2 separate regions of the Sus scrofa genome follow, and region 2 is linked to region 1. The links are chromatin contacts, called in public Hi-C maps. All regions are on one chromosome and are shown on one strand. Each heading gives the region's core, a stretch centred on a gene start, on an enhancer-like site or on the middle of the called end of the contact. The rest is flanking DNA. Distances are from core to core; before and after follow the strand shown.

Region 1 (6,673 bases), core at 2,265-4,764:
GCCTGGAGCCCTGGTCTAAAGCAAGAGACACTGTCTCTCTGTCCCCATCAATATGTCCCCTCCCTCCACTGCTCTGAATTCCAAGTCAATGGTAAGGCTGACTGACTGGGGGAGCCTCTCCTTGGTTCCCAAAGAGTTCAGCCTAACTTCTCCTTCTGGATACCTGCAGGTAGGGGGCTCTGTCACCTTCCTCTCTGGTTCTCCAATAGCCAGCTAGAGCGTAGGGCAGAAGGAGGCTGCGGCCGTCAGCATCAAGGAAGGGTGTGTAGTTTGTCACTGAACTCAGTTTTTCAATTGCACATGCAGCCTCTCTTGCTAAGGAGGCGAGAGGGGAGAGCCCTCTCCTTTGTGAGCCTCTTGGCTCCTCTACTGCACGAGGGCCAGCACCCTCTCCTGCCTTTGCCACTTCTATTCATGAACTTTACAACATTTGTATTTGTGCTGATTTATTTTATTTTATTTTATTTTGGCTTTTTTTTTTTTTTTTTTGCCATTTCTAGGGCCTCTCCCACGGCACATGGAGGTTCCCAGGCCAGGGGTCTAATTGGAGCTGTAGCCGCTGGCCTACACCAGAGCCACAGCAACGTGGGATCCGAGCCGGGTCTGCAACCTACACCACAGCTCACAGCAACGCCAGAGCCTTAACCCACTGAGCAAGACCAAGGATTGAACCCGCAACCTCATGGTTCCTAGTCAGATTAACTAACCACTGAGCCACGACAGGAACTCCTGTGTTTGTGCTGATTTAAAACTGTCCAAGCTGACCCTCCCTACAGCCCCGAAAGTAGGCAGGAAAGAGGTTGTATTTTTTTCTTTTTAGGGCCACATTCAAGGCATATGGAAGTTCCCAGACTAGAGGTTCAGTCAGAGCTGCAGCTGCCGGTTTGTGCCACAGCCACAGCAACGCAGGATCTAAGCTGCATCTGCAAATTACACCGCAGCTCATGGCAATGCCAGATCCTTAACCCATTGATGGAGGCCAAGGCTAGAATCCATGTCCTTATGGGTACTAGTTGGGTTCATCACCGCTGAGCCACCATGAGAACTCCGGGAAAGAGGTTGTTATATCCATTTTATTTAAGAAGGATCTGAGACTTGGTTTTGGGGTGACCAACTCAGGACCTAAGAGCTACTGAGTTCAGACTGGGCTTCCCTGAGTCTTCTGGCTCCAAATCCATTGATTGAATCCATTGGTTCAGAGCCATGTGAATCCCACCAGCCCTGGAGATACTCAGCTATTGGGGAAGGACAATGCAAATCTCTCTCCTGGGCTCCAGTGTCCAGCCAAGTCACTGCACGGTCCCAAGAGAAAGCAGGATAGCAAGAAAGTCTAGGTGATGTGGCAGCAAAGGGCAGAAAGTGGATCTGGAGGGGCAATGAGAGACTCTTAGCACACCAGGTATCTCATGTTTACCTTCATCATTGCACATACACGTGGAGTAGTTTCCATTGCAAAATAGCATCTTCAAAGCTGCCAGTGTTTAATGCCTGCTGTCCGAGGGTAAAGGTTCATAACCTTCTCTCACGTAATTCGGGAGATCAGTGAACTTGGGTTGGTACAAATGACATTCTTTGTTTTTACTAAACTCTAGCTGAAATTTAGCATTTCCTTCAATTATGAAATAGGCAAAAAGCCAAGGTAGAATTAGCGGTAGCTGTGACATTGCCATCCATAAGATATTTTTATGTATATTACAGATTTCACAGATATCTGGAAATATGCTTTACATTCTTCACTACTTCAAAACTGCAGCAATTTTTAGACCTGGCTGTAGATCGTGTTATTTAATGTGTTATGTAAAAAAGCACATCTATTACTGTAGCACACATTTGATTTTTAAAAATTATTCTGACAACTGTATCGCAATAAAACTGGGATCCTTTGAAATCCAATGTTTGGTATGCACTTAAAAATTGTTTTGAGTTCGTAGATTCATCAGACTGTCAAGGGGTCTATGGCACAAAGAAGTTTCAGGAACCTCTACTCTCTGGGCCATGGCACAACTCCTAGTGCTGGGAGGTGGTCTGGGAGAGTCCTGGAGAGTGTGATCCTGTTAAGAAAAACTGTTTAATATATCTTTGGTTATAGGTCAGATCCTATTCTGGAATGGAAGTGATGACAGTGAGGATTTTTCCAGAAGAGCATATTGTTTTTGTTTGTTTGTTTGTTTTTTGCTTTTTTTTAGGGCCACACCAACTGCATATGGAGGTTCCCAGCCTAGGCGTCAAATCGGAGCTGTAGCTGCTGGCCTACACCACAGCCACAGCAATGCAGGATCTGAGCCGCATCTACAACCTACACCACAGCTCATGGCAATGCCAGATCCTTAACTCACTGAGCGAGACCAGGGATCGACCCCATATCCTCATGGTTCCTAGTCGAACTCATTAACCACTGATCCATGAAGGGAACTCCCATATTGTTAACACTGACGCCTCTCCTGGTGGGTTGGGTCCTGGGCTGGGGAACGAGGGCTGGGGAAGGGGTGACCATGTGGGAATTCATAGCTCAGGACTGGACATGGAGTGGCGGAAGAGCTTGAGTGTCAGGCTGGCCGTTTCTGCTCTGCTGTCCTGTGACATTAGTTGCAGCCCAGAGTCAGCTCTCAGTTGGGGAATTAAGGGCAAAGAAATGAGAGGAAGGGGTAGCAGCCGGTGAAAAAACACTGAGCCGCCAGTGGATGAGATGGGCTGAAAGAACTCAGACAGAGGGGACAAGCAGGACAGACACGCTGGCCACGTGATTCCTGGGGCGTTCCAGAAACCCTCCGTGAGAGGACCTGGCAGAGCCTGGATTCCTGCCGACACACAGCCTGGGACTTGGCAGCATTACCATTCTACCTTGACTCTGAAATGCCAACAAGGCTCTGAGCATCCCTAAAAAAGAAAAATGCTGCCAGTTACAGTTATAGGAAGGCAATTGTATTGCGGATTCTTAAAATAGGAATGCATGTGTCTCTTAAAATATGAGTGCATGTGTCTCTCAGAATTGATGAAATACAAAAGTTCAATACTGAATTGAAGGGTGACTCCTGGCTCCAAAGTTAGCTGGCCCAGGAACATGGGTGTTTCATTTAGTAAGCATCGATGTCCTTGTTTTTCTCCCATAGCCCGTGAGCCCACTGAGAACAGGGGCTGTGTCCTGGCCATTTCCGCGTCCCCAGCATCCAGCACATTGTCTGTCTCCTGCTAGATGCTCTAAAAATGTTTGTCATTAATCAATAACTGACTGGCTGGATGTACTGAGGAAAGGATGAATTCATGAAGAGTGTGGTTCAGGGGTGCTTGGAGGTGGGGTGGGGAGTGGAGGAAGCCATCCTCCCCCAGCAGGAAGGATTGTTGTGTCACTGCCACTTTAGATGTTTTTCCTCCTGGTGATAATAAAAAGCAGATCTACTTTTTATCCATTGTGTAATTGTCTTTAAATCCTCTGCCCTGGGGCGCCCCTCATTGTCTGCACCAGGTGCAGACCACTCCTTCCAGCTCTTTCTGTGCGCTTCATGCAAGTGTGGCTAAGATTCGCTGCACCATGACGTCAAACCAGAATAACTGCGGCCAGACGTCTCTGGATCCCCACGTGAGCAGTCCTGGGCTCTCTTTATTGGAGATTTTGCCCTGAAACCCTGCAGATGCAGAGGAACACTGAGAAGATGTACCAAAGGCACGGCTGAAACACCGAGGGGACAAATGGACAAAACTTGTTAAGTGTTTCCATCGTAATCGAGGTGCTGCCCCTCCCCTCGGCTCACTGTGGCGGAATCAGCACCGCTGTCCCCCTAAGTATGCCATCCGCCTAAGGAATGGCTCTCCCAAGGAGCCATTGCACATTTGCTTAATGAATTTTGAAATAACCTCTACTTGGGGCTGCGTTTATTGAGAGAGGAGTGTCCACATGGGGCAGCTTCCCCTTTAGCTCTGCCTCCCAGCCCTGCATCCTGGGGACCAGGCCAGCGAGCTTGGTGAGGGGGTGCGGGGCTGGAGAGAGATGTTGGCTGCAGCGTGTGGCTTGTTGAGATCCTTGTGTTCATGAGTCAGTTCGGCTAAGTTTAGTGCTGGCTTCTGCCGCAGAACAGATGGACAGTGAGAGCAAAGATATTCTGCTTGACTCTAGCCTGGCACGACCCCATCCAAGTGGTCAGCCAGCTCTGAGCTGACACAGACACAGGCGTGGAGCTGTGCTTCTGGGTCCTGGCAATGGCAGGCAGAGGACAGGAATCCATGACTGCCCCTCATTCCTTCTCTGCTCATTCATTCAGATGCTTTCAGCGAGCACCTGTTATACAAAGGCAACAGTAAGTCCTCCCCGAAAAGAGCATGGAATTTATCTTTTTATCATTTGTTCTGCCACCCCCCGCTCCCCGACCAGGCTTATGGAGTTCCCAGGCCAGGGATCACAATGGAGCTGCAGTTGCGACAGCAATGCCAGATCCTTTAACCCACTGTGCCTAGCTGGGGAGAGAACCTCTGTCCTGCGGAGATACTGCCCACCCCATGGCACCACAGTGGGAACTCAAGAGCATGGAATTTAAATGGAAGATAGACCATAACCACACAGTGATATCAACAGGGTATAAATAAGTGGGAAACGGACAGGCGGTAACGGCGACTGAAACTTGGATAGTGTTATACAATTAAAGTGTTCTTTCAAATCTATCATTTTATTTGTTTCAAAGAGTAATCATGCAGAGCTGTGTTATCATCTCCAGGTGACAGATCAATACACTGAGAAACGAAGTAAGTTGCACAGTGTCTCAAAGGAAACAGATCCGGGAGCTGGGAGTGGAGACATCCTCCTTCAGTTTCCAGTTCAGGGTTTTTTTCACATCACTGCCGTTATGTTGGCTTGTCAGCTTTTTTTTTTTTTTTTTTTGGCAGCACCCATGGCACGTGGAAATTTCCAGGTCAGGGATCAAACCAGCACCACAGCAGTAACAACACCAAGTCCTTAACCTGCTGAGCCACCAGGGAACTCCTATGGAACTTTGTGATATGTGGGGATACTTACTTACATGGTTAGGAGAGAGTGTGGCTCTAGAGTCCTAGTTCAGAGCATTATTGGTAATTTAATGATCTTGGCATCTCCTGGCTTTCCTATTCTTTCAGACTCTGCTGCCCACTCAAAATGTCATTGCCTCCCTCCCCCAGATATTCTTGTATTTTTTTCTCTCCTGGGTATGAATAGGCTTTATTCTCCTTTTTCTTTTTTCTTTTTAGGGCCACACGTGCTGCATATGGAAATTCCCAGGCTAGGGGTTGATTTGGAGCGGCAGCTGCAGGCCTACACCCCTGCTGCAGCAACTTGGGTTCCAAGCCTCTTCTGCAATCTACACTGCAGCTCATGGCAATGCTGGATTCTTAACCCACTGAGCGAGACCAGGGATGGAACCAGCATCCTTATGGATACTATTTGGATTTGTTACAGCTGAGCCACAACGGGAACTCCCTCTCTTTTCTTTTAAATTGAAGTATTGTTGATTTACAATGTTTCAGGTGTACAGCAAAGAGATTCAGTTATATGTGTATATTATATAGTCTTTTTCAGATTCTTTTCTATTACAGGATATTATAGAATATTGAATATAGTTCTCTGAGCTCTATATCCTCTTTTTTGGAAAAATATATAATTTCATTGCTTTATGATCATAGCATATCTCTACTAATGGAAAGAGGAAGTAGGGGATACTTTTGATTATTTTACTTAATATAACGTAGACAGGCAGATAAGTAGATACCAGTATGTGGTAATATTGTTTATTGTTATTACTACCCAATAATAAGAATATAGAAAATTCTAGTGACTATCACATTTAAAAGCTCGTGGTTTAATAGCAATACTTATATATGATGATTTTCTGAGACGTCGCCATACTTTTATCTTTTTTTTTTTTTTTGTCTTTTTGCCATTTCTTGGGCCGCTCCTGCGGCATATGGAGATTCCCAGGCTAGGGGTTTAATCGGAGCTGTAGCCGCCAGCCTACGCCAGAGCCACGGCAACACGGGATCCGAGCCACATCTGCGACCTATACCACAGCTCATGGCAACGCCAGATCCTTAACCCACTGAGCAAGGGCAGGGACCAAACCCGCAACCTCATGGTTCCTAGTCGGATTCGTTAACCACTGTGCCACAACGGGAACTCCTCCATACTTACATCTTTTTAAATAAAAAAATTTTTGCTTTTTTTTTTTTTTGCTTTTTTCTTAGGACCACACCCACGGCATATGGCAGATGGAGAGTCCCAGGCTAGGGGTTGAATCGGAGCTATAGCTGCCGGCCTATGCCACAGCCATGGCAGCTCAGGATCCTAGCCACGTCTGCAACCTAAACCACAGCTCAAGGGCAATGCCAGATCCTTAACCCACTGACGGAGGCCAGGGATTGAACCTGCATCTTCATGGATCGTAGTCAGGTTCTGCTGAGCCACAGTGTGAACTCTCCTGTTTTGTTTTTTAATTGAGGTATGATCGAAATATAACAGTGCATTAGTTTTAGATGCACAACATAATAATTTGATACTTGCATATGTTCTGAAACAATCACAATAAGTCTAGTTAAGATCCATTACCATACGTAATTCCAGATTTTTTTCTTGTGTTGGGAACTTTTAGGGTCTACTCTCTCAGCAACTTCCAAATATGTAATAGTGTATTATTAATATAGGCAGCTGGCTGTA
Region 2 (6,021 bases), core at 880-3,379, 150 kb after region 1:
AAGAAGCAGGAAAGAAGAAAGAGTTTGGAAAATACCAGAACATAGTGAGTTTTTTTGAGGGTCTGTTGTGAAGCAGGCAGCCTAGAGGTCTTGGAACCATCTGAGGCCTCACTTGAACATCTCTGCCAATCCCAACCAGAAAGACCAAGAATCTCTCTGAGTTTGAGGGTCAGAGAACCAGGAGCAGATGTGGTGTTGATTCCTATCAGAAATCAGTGACAGGAGGTGAGCTCCAAAAAGATGTCTATGATGGCAGCAGCGGACTTTCTGTTGGTGTGAAACCGCATGTGTCTGGTCAGGGGGCAGGCCACCAGCACTGGCCTGGGCCATATCACGCCAGATGATGGGCAGCTCCCACTCTACCTCCCTGTCAGTCCATCCTTCATACCACCATTGGGGTGAGCTTTCTGAGATGGACGTTCTATCAAGTCAAACATTTCCATACCTGTCTGTCACCTACAGGGATGTCAAAATGTTGTATAGCACTCTGACTGTTGGAGATTCGTGTCCCCACCCACCTTTGCACCTTTATCTACCTGATGCAAGTCAAACTCAGGAAGATACCACAGGCCTGTTCATCCTTTAGGGGAAACTAAACCACCCTCAGATTCTTGGATGTGTCCTTTCTCTTCTCATCTCTGTGCTTTGTCCTATCCAATTCCACTGACTTGAATTCCCAAGGTGCTCCTCTCAGCTGTTGGCAGCAGTGACTGCCTGGTGTTGGCATCGATTATAACACTTACTGCAATGTAATTGGCTGTGTCTCTGCCTCTCCTACTAGATAGGGACCCTTCCAAGAGCAGAGAACATGTTAATCCAGTTTTGTATCCCTGGTTCTAGTGCAGTGCCTGAAACAGAAAATGCTCAGTACAGGAAAAATTGGGCTATGGGCAGCAAAGAGTTTAATCCAAGTAGGAAATTCCATTGTAGCCCTCCAAATGTCATTCAGCTCAGCCATTTCATTCATTTATTTGTATGAAATTTATTGAATTTGATTGAGATTTATTGAACTTTTATGAGTCACCATGAATTAGATCACGTTGCAGTAACAAAGAACTCCAAAATCCTAATCATCGAAAAAAAAAAAAGTTGATTTGTCACTAGGGCAGCATCTCCAACATGGGTTAGTGGATGAATGATACTCTACACAATCTGGGAAGAGATTCCACCACCTTATGACTTAAACATTTGGAGTTCATGGTCTTAGCTGCAAGGAAAGGAAGAAAGCACATGTCCCTCCTGCTCCCCAGATCACTGATCAGGCTAGACACAGAGCACCCCCCAATAGCATAGAAACTGGGAAATGTGGAGAGTTAATGGCAAATACCTGGTAAGTGGTACTAACATTGTCATAAGCACTGATCACATTCAAGATATTGAACTAAGCACTGTCGATGTCCCTTTAGGAGTTCAGAGTCAAATGGATGATAATACTTTGGATATGAACATAAAAAAAAATGAGAAGGCAGAATGTGCTGCCAGACTTTTCAACTACAGTGACCCTCCCAGGAATGAGCCCACCACAGGAAACAAAGACTCAGTGCCAAGCTCATGAGTCCATGCGTTTAATCCAGCCTCCTCAATACAATGCCCACGTCTGTGCCATCATCCTTCAGGCTGATGGTTACGGGGGGTTGCTCTTTCTCTCAGGTCAGCCTAGATACTGAGAGGTCCTCAACCTCATTTCCCCCTTTTGGATAAATGTTCTGTTACGAATCCTCCCTCTCTTCTCCTTTCCCTTCTTGAGGCAAGCTGTGTTCCTTTTTCTTGAGAGCTGACATCTTAGCTCCTTCTCTGCTCAAGGAAGCTGGCAGCCTAACACAAAGCCAGAGTTCCATATGATCCCGTGAGGCTGAGAATAAAATCGAATCCCCCCCTCACATCAGGGAACCTTGAGATTTGGAGACTCAAAAATATCCTGGCAGAAGGTCCCCATAAAAATGTATAAATAACCACATTCTTACTCTGGCTCCTGTTCTCTGTGTTGAGGCACCTGGCACAAGGGTCAAGCAGAAGTTTGTTTTTCATCCTTCTCTTTTATTCGCCACTTGGCCTCCCTTTTTCACCCTCTGCCAATTGTCTGGTGACCTTCTGTCACGGAAAGTGACTCAGGCTCTCCTTCCATGTCTGTCCCTTCCAGGCAGGCTCTTGTTTCTTGCCTAGCCCAAACTGTCCCTCCGCCCAGTAAATACGACCTGTCCTGAATCTCCTTTCTCCTCAGATGACCTGCACAAAAGGCACCAAGAGCCCTGGCCTGACCAACTGCTCGAACACCAAGAGGTACAAGATTATTTGTGGGATCCCAGGGCCCGGGCTGCTCTCAGTTAGGAGAGGGAGGTCTGGCCAAGCCAAGTGGCCAGCTGGCTCTCTTGGCTATAAGTCACTGTCAGCTCTCTCTCATGTGTGGGTCTGGAATATGAATGGGCTTAGAAGTACAGAGTGAAGAGAGTAAAGACCTCAGAGGGCCACCTTGCGCTTTTCTCCTGTATTAGCAGCAGACACAAAGAAGTTTGTGACGGAGAGCCGTGAATAAAGCATATTTTTTCAGAGCCAGCTTCCTCTGTCAACATTTCCCCTTTCCCTGTGCTTCTTAAATGCACATTTCATTTGCTACCTGTTAATGGATGAGTGCATTTTTAGAAAGAGCTGCTCAGAAAGGACTAAGGAGAATTTCAAGGAATGAACACCAGTAGCTGAATTTCAGGCATCTGTGATTATGTCACAGATGTCCTTCAGGACTGAGGACCTCCCAACAAGTCTGAAAGCAGACTACATGGGCCAGGCAGCCAGCCTTGACCTGTCAAGTGGCATACCTGAGATTTCTATGGAAGACAAAGCCATGAAACTAGTGTTTTGTTATAATATGAAGGAAACAGACAATTCACGGGGAGTTTCTGACTCACCCAGGGAGAAAGTAGAAGCCAGGTGGGGGATTTGCAAAGAGCAGGTGTAACAGCTGCTAAGTATTTAAAACCTACTACCCAAGTGAACAGTGAGGTGAAATGCAAATAATTCACATAACACTGAAAAAGCTACTCAGCTTTTCTGAACTAAACCTTTCCTGGACAACATTAATGTTGGATGAGACCTTAGAAGTTATCCAGTCAAATGCCTGATCGACATGGGAGTCCCCTTTCCAAGGTTTCAACCTGTCTTGATCACACTCAGACATGGGTGTTCAAGAAACAGACTTGGAGTTCCTACTGGGGCTCAGTGGAAATGAATCAGACTGGCATCCATGAGGACACAGGTTTGATCCCTGGCCTTGCTCAGAGGGTTAAGGATCCAGCAGTCCAGCCTTGCTGTGTGCTGTGGTGTAGGTCACAGACATGGCTCCGGTCCCATGTTGCTGTGGCTGTGACATAGGCCAGCAGCTATAGCTCCAATTCGACCCATAGCCTGGAATCTTCCATACGCCGTGAGTATGGCAAAAAAAAAAAAAAAAAAAAAAAAAAAAAGCCAAAGAAAGAAAGAGAAAACAGATTCACTGACATAGAGAACAGGCTTGTGGTTGCCAAGGGGGCAGGGGGAGAGAGTGGGGTGAATGGGGAGTTTGGGGTTAGTGGGTGCAAGCTATGACATTAAGAATGGATAAGCCATGAGGTCGTACTGTATCACACAGGGAACTACATCCATCTCTTGGGTTAGAACACGATGGGAGAGAATATGAGAAAAGGAAAGGATATGTGTGACGAGGTCACTTTGCTATTCAACGGGAACTGGCACAACTTTGGAAATCAACTATACTTTAATAAAATAACATTTAAAAAGAAAGAAATGGGTGTTCGTTCCACTGCAGAATCATCCCAGTTGATGAATTAAACTCTTGCTGGGCCAGCACCCAGGCCTCTAACTTGGAACACTTACTCTTTTGAGACACCCTCAGCTTTCAAGGTAAATGTGGTGGCCTTGGTAATCATTTTGCTTAAAGACACTGTAGAAGATGGGGTGATTATCAGGGGGGCTTGGGAAAATTTCTGTTGACAATTTCCCATATTGCCTAGAAACTGATCCCTCCATCGATGGGGTGTTTTCCGTGCCAGCCTTTCTTCCACAGCTCCTCAGTTTTTCTCTCACCTCCCTTCTTTGCTCTGTGCACTCCAACAGAGAGAAACTAAAGACAGGGAACTGAAATGCGATTGTTGGTTTCTTTCCCACCTGCTTCGCCGGGTAACTCAGCTCCCCTGCACCACAAGCTCCCTGGGGGCCCTGGTCCTTCCCTGCCCCCAGAGCTCTTAGAGGCCAGAGCCCAGTGCCCCTCATAGGAAGGGAGAAGAGCAGCCTATGCTACTCACATTCCATTGGTGCTAATTAAGTCACCAGGCCCTGCCCCAGGGGAAATGTAGTTTCTGGGGCCTATGTCTGGGAAGGAAGCATAAAGGGACTTGGGAGCTTCAGAAGGACAATCACAGCTCCCACATATGCTATACCCTCTGTTCTTTTTCTTTCCTTTTCTTCTTCCTGCTTAATCCCCCTTACACCTGTGCCCTTTTTTTCACTCTGATCTAGCCATATAGTGGGGGAAAGTGTACACACACACACACACACACACACACAACAGAGGCTGGGCTGAATCTGGCAGAGCCCAGAGTCTGTGTAAACAACCTACCACCCATGCAGCATCACCCCGGGTTCATCTTTTGCTGGTTCCCCTCCGTGGTTTTGTCTTTTGAGAGGGCTCCCTCCCCCACCCAAATCCCAGATGCCCTGGTGGGGCTTCGGGATGCTAGGCACAGGTGTGCGTGGGTTCAGAGTTCACTGCTAAAGGAGGAAAGGAACAAGGGCGCTCCCCCTCACTTTGCCAGCAGCCTGCCTCCACCTCCTCGCTGCTCACCCCAGCAACCTCCAGGCTCCACATCTGATGGGACCTGCTCACGCTCCAGGAGCCTAGGCCCTTCCGTCGAAGAGGCAGTTCCTTCCACTGAAATATCAGAAACAGAATAGATGATGAAGGATTGCCAGGCAGATGGATGACGGAATCCAACTTGGAGACTCAGGCGGTAGGAAATAAGTTGGTCATGTCCCAGCTCTTCTGCATGCAACAAATGTCTGAAATTTAAAAAAAAAAAAAAATTGTTTTGGAGGGTGGTAGGGAATGGAATACAACCATGGCTCCTTTTTAAATTCTCCAAAATGTTACCTGCATAAAAAAAAAAAAAAGAACAAATGTCAGGGACAGGCACATCTTGGACTGAACTTCAAGTGAACTGATGGCAGGCCCCACCATTCTGAAAATACAAAAATTGAAAGCTGCCAGGGCTCCGAGCAGACCATGCATTTGCATCCTATTTAAATAATGCGCAAGGGTCTTTGGTTGGATGGGGAGTTTCTAGCCTTGGCAGAGACTTTGGAAGTACTCAGAGTGGAACTGCCAAGGTCAGCTGACAGCTTGACACCAGCCCAGGCGGCCAGCGTGAGACACCCCCACACCTGCAGAGAATGGTCTTCTGTATTCCAGTGGCGAATCATGTACATCTTTCAGAAACTTTGGTCTAGAGACTGGTACTTTCTAGTGCTGAATTATGAGCCGGAATCCCTTCCAACCATCAGCAGGGGAGGTCAGCTGCCAGAGTTCATCTTTTTGCCAAGAAGCTCCTAGAATCTAGAGCCCAGGGCTCTGCACACACGTGCCCTCCCTGCTCTGATTTCCTAGGCCTGTAGCTGAAAATGCGGCCTTGGTACACCAGCATCAATTAAGTCCTGGAGACAAGAGTTTTGAGGAAGAGAAAGAACAGCTTTATGGCTCTGCCAGGCAAAGGAGGCCACAGCAGGCTAATGCCTCAAACCTATGTCCTGTCTTGAGGGGGGACAGCGAGGGGTTTTACAGGTTTAGCTCCCAAGACAGGGTTATTGATTAAGGTGTCTGTATTATTCTTCATCCTTAGGTCATTTGAGTTGTCGAGGCCGGTGTCAGTGGGTCCGATGATGGTTTCTGGTGTCTTTGGGGTTATGGTTCCTTGACTTTCTCTCTGGAGTGAAGATTGCTCACAGGGAAGGGGCATTAGAGGTGTTCCCATTACA

Evidence for each region. A called contact is a pair of places that touch in the nucleus more often than the background predicts.
Region 2: a contact with region 1 is called in a Hi-C map of skeletal muscle, with 8 times the contacts expected there. The contact joins two enhancer-like sites. A contact is called at or near these places in 2 of 47 Hi-C or Micro-C datasets (embryonic fibroblasts and skeletal muscle) and 1 of 2 datasets of contacts at active chromatin or transcription factors (skeletal muscle).

Annotation. Positions count from the first base shown.
Region 1 is chr5:65,156,762-65,163,434 of Sscrofa11.1, forward strand. No RefSeq gene overlaps it. Among named protein-coding and RNA genes, the nearest start is that of NTF3, 110 kb to the left of the region's middle. Within about 2 kb of position 3,515, at least 4 of the 83 cell types and tissues checked have an H3K27ac peak or open chromatin away from gene starts, as enhancers often do. A contact at or near this core is called in skeletal muscle, where this site is marked.
Region 2 is chr5:65,305,467-65,311,487 of Sscrofa11.1, forward strand. No RefSeq gene overlaps it. Among named protein-coding and RNA genes, the nearest start is that of KCNA5, 130 kb to the right of the region's middle. Within about 2 kb of position 2,130, at least 2 of the 83 cell types and tissues checked have an H3K27ac peak or open chromatin away from gene starts, as enhancers often do. A contact at or near this core is called in skeletal muscle, where this site is marked.